Linked DNA regions of Mus musculus: region 2 is linked to region 1. A link is a contact called in public HiChIP or PLAC-seq data. All regions are on one chromosome and are shown on one strand. The core of a region is the stretch at or near the end of the contact, and the rest is flanking DNA. Distances in the headings are between cores, read along the strand shown.

Region 1 (2,758 bases), core at 89-2,588:
AATGTCAGTTCTGGGCCATCTTCTTCCCTACTATAACCAGGAAAGTTTCAGTGTCCAACAGTCAACCAATCCCATGAGTCACAAGGAACCCACCAGGAGTTTTGTTCCCAGAGAGAGCTCCCAGGAAGACCCTCCTTTGCTTTCTCCAAGCTGGATCAGAAGACGAGGGAGGACCAGTTCCTTGTCTTTATCCTCAGACTTTAATTGACTTAGGTCACAAATGGCCAGTTAATCTGACTTAAATTGGCTAAGCAAAATGAGAAATATAGCTGGGTGTAGTGGCATAAGCCTTTAATCCCAGCACTCGGGAGGCAGAGGCAGGCGGATTTCTGAGTTCGAGTCCAGCCTGGTCTACAAAGTGAGTTCCAGGACAGCCAAGGCTATACAGAGAAACCCTGTCTCGGAAAACCAAAGGAAAAAAGAGAGAGAGAGAGAGAAAGAGAGAGAAATATGTAGGCTTACATAACCAATATTTAGAAACAGTCTTGCTGCAGGTGTGGCTGGATATGGATAGTCTGAAATACACTAGCCACAAATGTATATTAAGACTTCTATGCTCCGGGTTGGGTTGTTGGTATACAGATCAAACTCTGACCTCATGAAGACAAGCCTATGTCACATAAGATTACCACTGACTTGATGCCACATCCTTTCTGATTCAAATCCATGAGGAACTCATGGAGTCCCAGTAAATGTCTCTGAAGCGCTGATTGGCCATTCAGGTGAGAGTGGGATGGGGGTTGTTTTTGCTGACTCAGCTTCTAATCTCATTCAGACCATTGAAATGGGTGGAAGGAGAGGGGTAGTTGAAGACAGCATTAGTACCAAAAACTAACAAGCAATCTCCTCTACACCCCTTCAGTTTATTCGTCTCCTTGCTTGAAGATTGCCTCCCTCCTCAAAATGCAAGTTTCTCTGATGGGCTGAGCAGGCAGAGCTGGACTCCCCTTCCTTCCCAGGTTTCCTCCAGAGTCAAAACAACAACAAAGCATGTTCAAGCACACCAGGGCAGTTTACCTGTTCATTTCCCATTCTTTGTCACCTCCTTTGTCCCTTTGACAACGATGAGTGCTTAAAGCTGAGTGTGCCCCACATTCACGTGTTGAAGCCCTATTAGCCAGGGTGATAATGGCAGAAATGAGCCCTTTGAAGGGTTATCGGGGTTAGATGATGTCATGAAGGTGATGCTCTGGAGATGGGATGAGTGTTCTTTTCAGAATAGACATCAGAAAGGATGAGCAATTAGAAAGGCACAAAGAAGAGGTCACGTGAGGACACAGGGAGAAGCATCCATCTGCAAGCCAGGAATAGAGCCTAGCGGCCAGCCATACTGAGCTCAATCTTATACCCATAGCCTCAAGACAGAGAGAATAAGTGACTGATGTCAGAGTCCCCAGTCTGCTGAATATCTTGTGGCAATCTGAGAGAAATAGGATAATGGAATAGACTTTGAGTTCTCTCTGTCCAACTCCCCCGAGATCATCTGAAGGTTAAGAGGGCTCCGAGGAAGGGTGGATGCTGCTCTGAGCAGTAAGGCAGAGAGACAGTGGAGACTATAGAGGGGCAGAGTGGTCCAGGCCTGTTTTCCCTCCACTGTAGCTTACATTGGATTGCAGTGAAGAGCCCTGCCTGCTGACTCAGAGCAGAAACCCCAGTCTTTAGTCTCCATTTGCCCTTGACTTGCTATCTGGTGCAGATGCAGGGCATATGTAATCCTCCTCTCTCTGAGCCTCAGTCTTCATATCCATAAGGTGGGGATGTAGAATTGCATATATGCATGTTCCCTTCCAGTTTAGATGCCCTGCTTGTCCTCTTGAGCTGGTGGGACCGCAGCAGTAGACACCCAGATAGCACCCATCCTTGTCCTTCACTCAGGGTTCTCAGAGATTGGAGCACCCATATGCCAGAAAAACCAACATCTATTTGTCCCCACAGAATCCCCAGCTTGGCCGGGGTCGAGCTGCTGATAGAATTTCCGATGCTTAGTCATACTTTTTTGAGTAAATATCATGGTAAAAAGACATGACATTTCCGGGGCCAGTCTTCAGCATTAATAAAAGATTCCAAGAACAGAGTGACCTTTTCACAAAGGATTTGTAAATGCCAAAAACTACATAAAACCTCTCTCTCTGAGGCCGACAGGATTGTCACAGCTCAGCATTTATTCTGCCACATGCAAGGCTGGCTCTGCCTCCTGCCAGGTCCTTGTGATGCTGGTGAGGAGCTGAAGGCAGGAAGTAGGGGAGGATGGAGGAGAGGAAGAGGAGAAAGAGAATAAAGTAAGGGGGGACAAAGGGAGAGAGTGGAATGGAAAAGGGGCAGAGGGAAAAAAGATTGGCAGGGCTCCAGGGGGCTATCTTGGAAATGTATGTAGGTGGCTCAAGGAAGTAGATGTATCCAATTTGCCACCTCACACAACCAAAATTAACTATGAATATAGACACAAAATTGTAAGCTTAGAACATTGTCAGGTAGTGTTGGTTGGTTGGTTGGTTGGTTGGTTGGTTGGTTGGTGGCTTATTTGTGACTTAATTATGCAGTTTTTGAGGGTAAGCTTTGTAGATGACAACACTATATTGCAATATCAAAAGGTTGGACATACCTGACTTCCAACTCTTAGCCACAGTAGATCCAGTTCTGCTACCTCCTGCTGGTCATGTACAGGAGCCCAAACATTCTCTTGCTAGCCTTCATGCATCCTGGGCAAACAGAAGCACAGGGTGAGGAGGCTGAGCCAAGCCTGGATGTGCCTTAAAAG
Region 2 (2,758 bases), core at 159-2,658, 600 kb before region 1:
GTTTGATCTCTTACTGTCTTCTCCAAAAAGCTGGCTTCTAGACTTCTATTCACCCTTATAGAGCAGCAGTAGCTGAACAAGTGATGAAAAGACTACTTTCCTAAGCCTTCCAGGATAATGTCTCAGCATCAGTAGTCCAGCACCATGTATATTGTATACTTTGTATCTTGCTCTGGTGGATGCTGGTGGCAGCACCTGCTGCACGTCCCTGTGTTGAATGATGTAGCAATTTTCTTTTGAATACTGTAGGTGCCCAATAAGAAGTTGAGCAGTAAATAATGCCTGACTACATGGTTTAGAGATTGACTTTGTTTATCTGGGGCTGGAGAGCAGATGCCCTGCATGGCTTGTTCAATCATTATTTCCCAGTGAATCTTTTGTTGTTTTATTTCAGTGTTGTTTTTCTGAAGGGCTCTTTCTCCCTAGGCTTGCCGAGGTGGCTTTGTACCAACTTGATCAAACTCCAAGCAGCTGTGTGAGGTGAAAACTCACCACCCAGGAGAGAAAGAAGCTGGAGCCGGGGAAAGCAGGCACCATGGAATGAAGAAAATCCAAGAATATTATTACTACAACACCACCACCCTGCTGAGTGGCACCAAGGTAGAGCTGAGCTCTCAGTTAGAATTACAGTTTCTCTGGGGAGGGACAAGGGCTAGCAGGGAACTGTTGGGTCAGGGCCAGGTGTCAACTGCCCAGCTGTCTCTGGCCTTTCTATGTCATGTCACCCCTGCAAGCCAATCATCTCCACACTTTTCCATTCCTTCCTCCAGAGGCAGAGGGTTGGCAAAGTATCTTGGGTTTGGGGACAGACAGGATGGTACTGAGTGTCTAGCACTTAACTCTAATCTCTCCAAGCTGCAGTTCCCTCATTTGCAAGGCAGGAAGCACAAAACTGCTTGGCGCTGGTGGCCATGAAAGCAGGAGCTTATTAATGGAGATTAGCAGTTGGGGCAACACAGAGGGATTCTCTGCTGCAGGTAATGGACCCTCTGGTGCTGGAGGTATGCAAGGCTTGACTTTTTGTGGTGCTTCAAGCCCTGCACGGGGAGAGTGAGGACTAGTCTGGTCAGCCTGAATTAATCCCGTCGGTAGCAGAGGGGAGGTTTTGATTTTGTTAAACAGAGTCTGGGATTTCATGTGTCAGCGTGCTGCCTGGCAATTAAAATCAGGAGAGTTTAATCTGAAGAGAGTTCCAGCTCTGTTGTTTGCCCTTTTAATCTTGTCTGTTACCATGGGAACAGCAAGTGATTGCAATCACCACTGTTTGTATTGTGAGCCTGCTCCCATCAATGTGGCTTTTGAAAAACAAGAAATAAAAATCTTGACTTCTGCACACCACTCATTACTATTCAGAAGGAACCAGGAAGTTCCGTCAAACGCTTCCTTCCCAGCAGCCTCATTTCTGAACTGCTTTCTTCCTGCCCCTCTAGCCAGGTGGCTCTGCTGGCACTTGCTCAGAGCATCACCAAGCAGGATGAGATGCTGGGTGAGCTGGGGACCCACTGCTGGTGAAGAGCTGGCTACAGAGCTTCCCTTAAGGAGTGTCGGATATGCAAGAGGTTGTTTTAGTTCCTCCAGATCGTGGATGATAGTTTTTAATGTTTACATTTCTCTCTTTCTTTCTTTACTTTGTATGTGTGTGGTTGTGCACTCACAGGGGAAAGCTTGCCACAGCCTGTGTGTGGAGGTTGGAGGATAACCTTTGGACTCTGCTTTCTCTCTAGTTTGAGACGGAGCCTTTCTTTTGTTGTTCTCTGCTGTGTGGTCCAGGCTCGCTGGTCCCGCAGCTTCTGGGGGTTCTCCTGTCTCTGCTTCCATCTCATTGCAGGATGCTGGGATTACAGATAGGACCTATCACTCCCGGACTTTATGTGGATTCTGAGGACTCAATCCCAGGTCTCCACACTTGTGCTGCAAGCACATTACCCATTGTGCTATCTTCTCAGCTCCTCGTGGAGGTTGTATTAGCTGCTCATCATCTCTTCTGTGATCCCTCGCTGAAGGAAGAGAGATGCTGTCCAGGACTAGTGCCTTTGTGAAATGCAGAGTCAGGACCAGCAGTTCCCAGTGTATTGGTCTGAGAAGTCCGTGATTTTTTTTTTTTTTAGAGGCTTACTGGTCACCTGCAAACTTACAGCAGTGGCCTGCCTGTCTTTGGCTCCTGCTGGCCTTGAGATCCGTGGTCTAGAGGGAGATGACTTCAGCCTTCTTTCAGAGGACTCCAAATACCTCTGCCTCCTCTTACAGCTTACAGAATGGTTTATGGTGAGAATGTGAAAATGTTGGCCCAATGCCCAGACCTAATTGATTAAAGCATTTTTCTTCGAGTAGAGAGAGACTCCAGTGAGCATTGATCCCACTCCGTTGTGTAACAGCTGAGAATAAACTGTTGGGTGAGGAAGGGACTTGCCAGAGGTCAGGGGATAAGAGAGCATCTCTCAGACCTGGTGGCTTGTTTTGCGTAAATCCGACCTCATTGCAAGACATGCCTTGGGGCTGCTTCATTTCATAAACTTTGAAAAATTGAAACTCCCTTTTTTATTTGAAATACATACATGCCTCATATCATGTCTCTTTAGAGAAGATACAAGCTGATTCAATGCGCATTAAATTCCAGAAATGCATACTGAATGGCCACAATGTTTGCAAGTTAGAACCACAAGTTAGGCTAGGAGAACGCTGAACTCTCAGTGATTCCAGCATTAGCTCTGATCTCTAGGTCTTCTAGTCATGTGATCCTGAGGGACCACTTCACATC

Evidence for each region. HiChIP or PLAC-seq counts read pairs in DNA pulled down with a chosen protein or histone mark.
Region 2: a contact with region 1 is called in an H3K27ac HiChIP or PLAC-seq map of SST interneurons, with 13 times the contacts expected there. The contact joins two enhancer-like sites. A contact is called at or near these places in 4 of 39 promoter capture datasets (cranial neural crest, embryonic stem cells, frontonasal cranial neural crest and 1 more), 2 of 484 Hi-C or Micro-C datasets (embryonic fibroblasts and embryonic stem cells), 3 of 115 datasets of contacts at active chromatin or transcription factors (SST interneurons, embryonic basal ganglia and stem cell-derived neural progenitor cells) and 1 of 9 other capture datasets (embryonic stem cells).

Annotation. Positions count from the first base shown.
Region 1 is chr11:71,408,776-71,411,533 of GRCm38.p6, reverse strand. No RefSeq gene overlaps it. Among named protein-coding and RNA genes, the nearest start is that of Gm33249, 25 kb to the right of the region's middle. Within about 2 kb of position 1,338, at least 5 of the 459 cell types and tissues checked have an H3K27ac peak or open chromatin away from gene starts, as enhancers often do. A contact at or near this core is called in SST interneurons, where this site is marked.
Region 2 is chr11:72,010,076-72,012,833 of GRCm38.p6, reverse strand. No RefSeq gene overlaps it. Among named protein-coding and RNA genes, the nearest start is that of Aipl1, 26 kb to the left of the region's middle. Within about 2 kb of position 1,408, at least 41 of the 459 cell types and tissues checked have an H3K27ac peak or open chromatin away from gene starts, as enhancers often do. A contact at or near this core is called in SST interneurons, where this site is marked.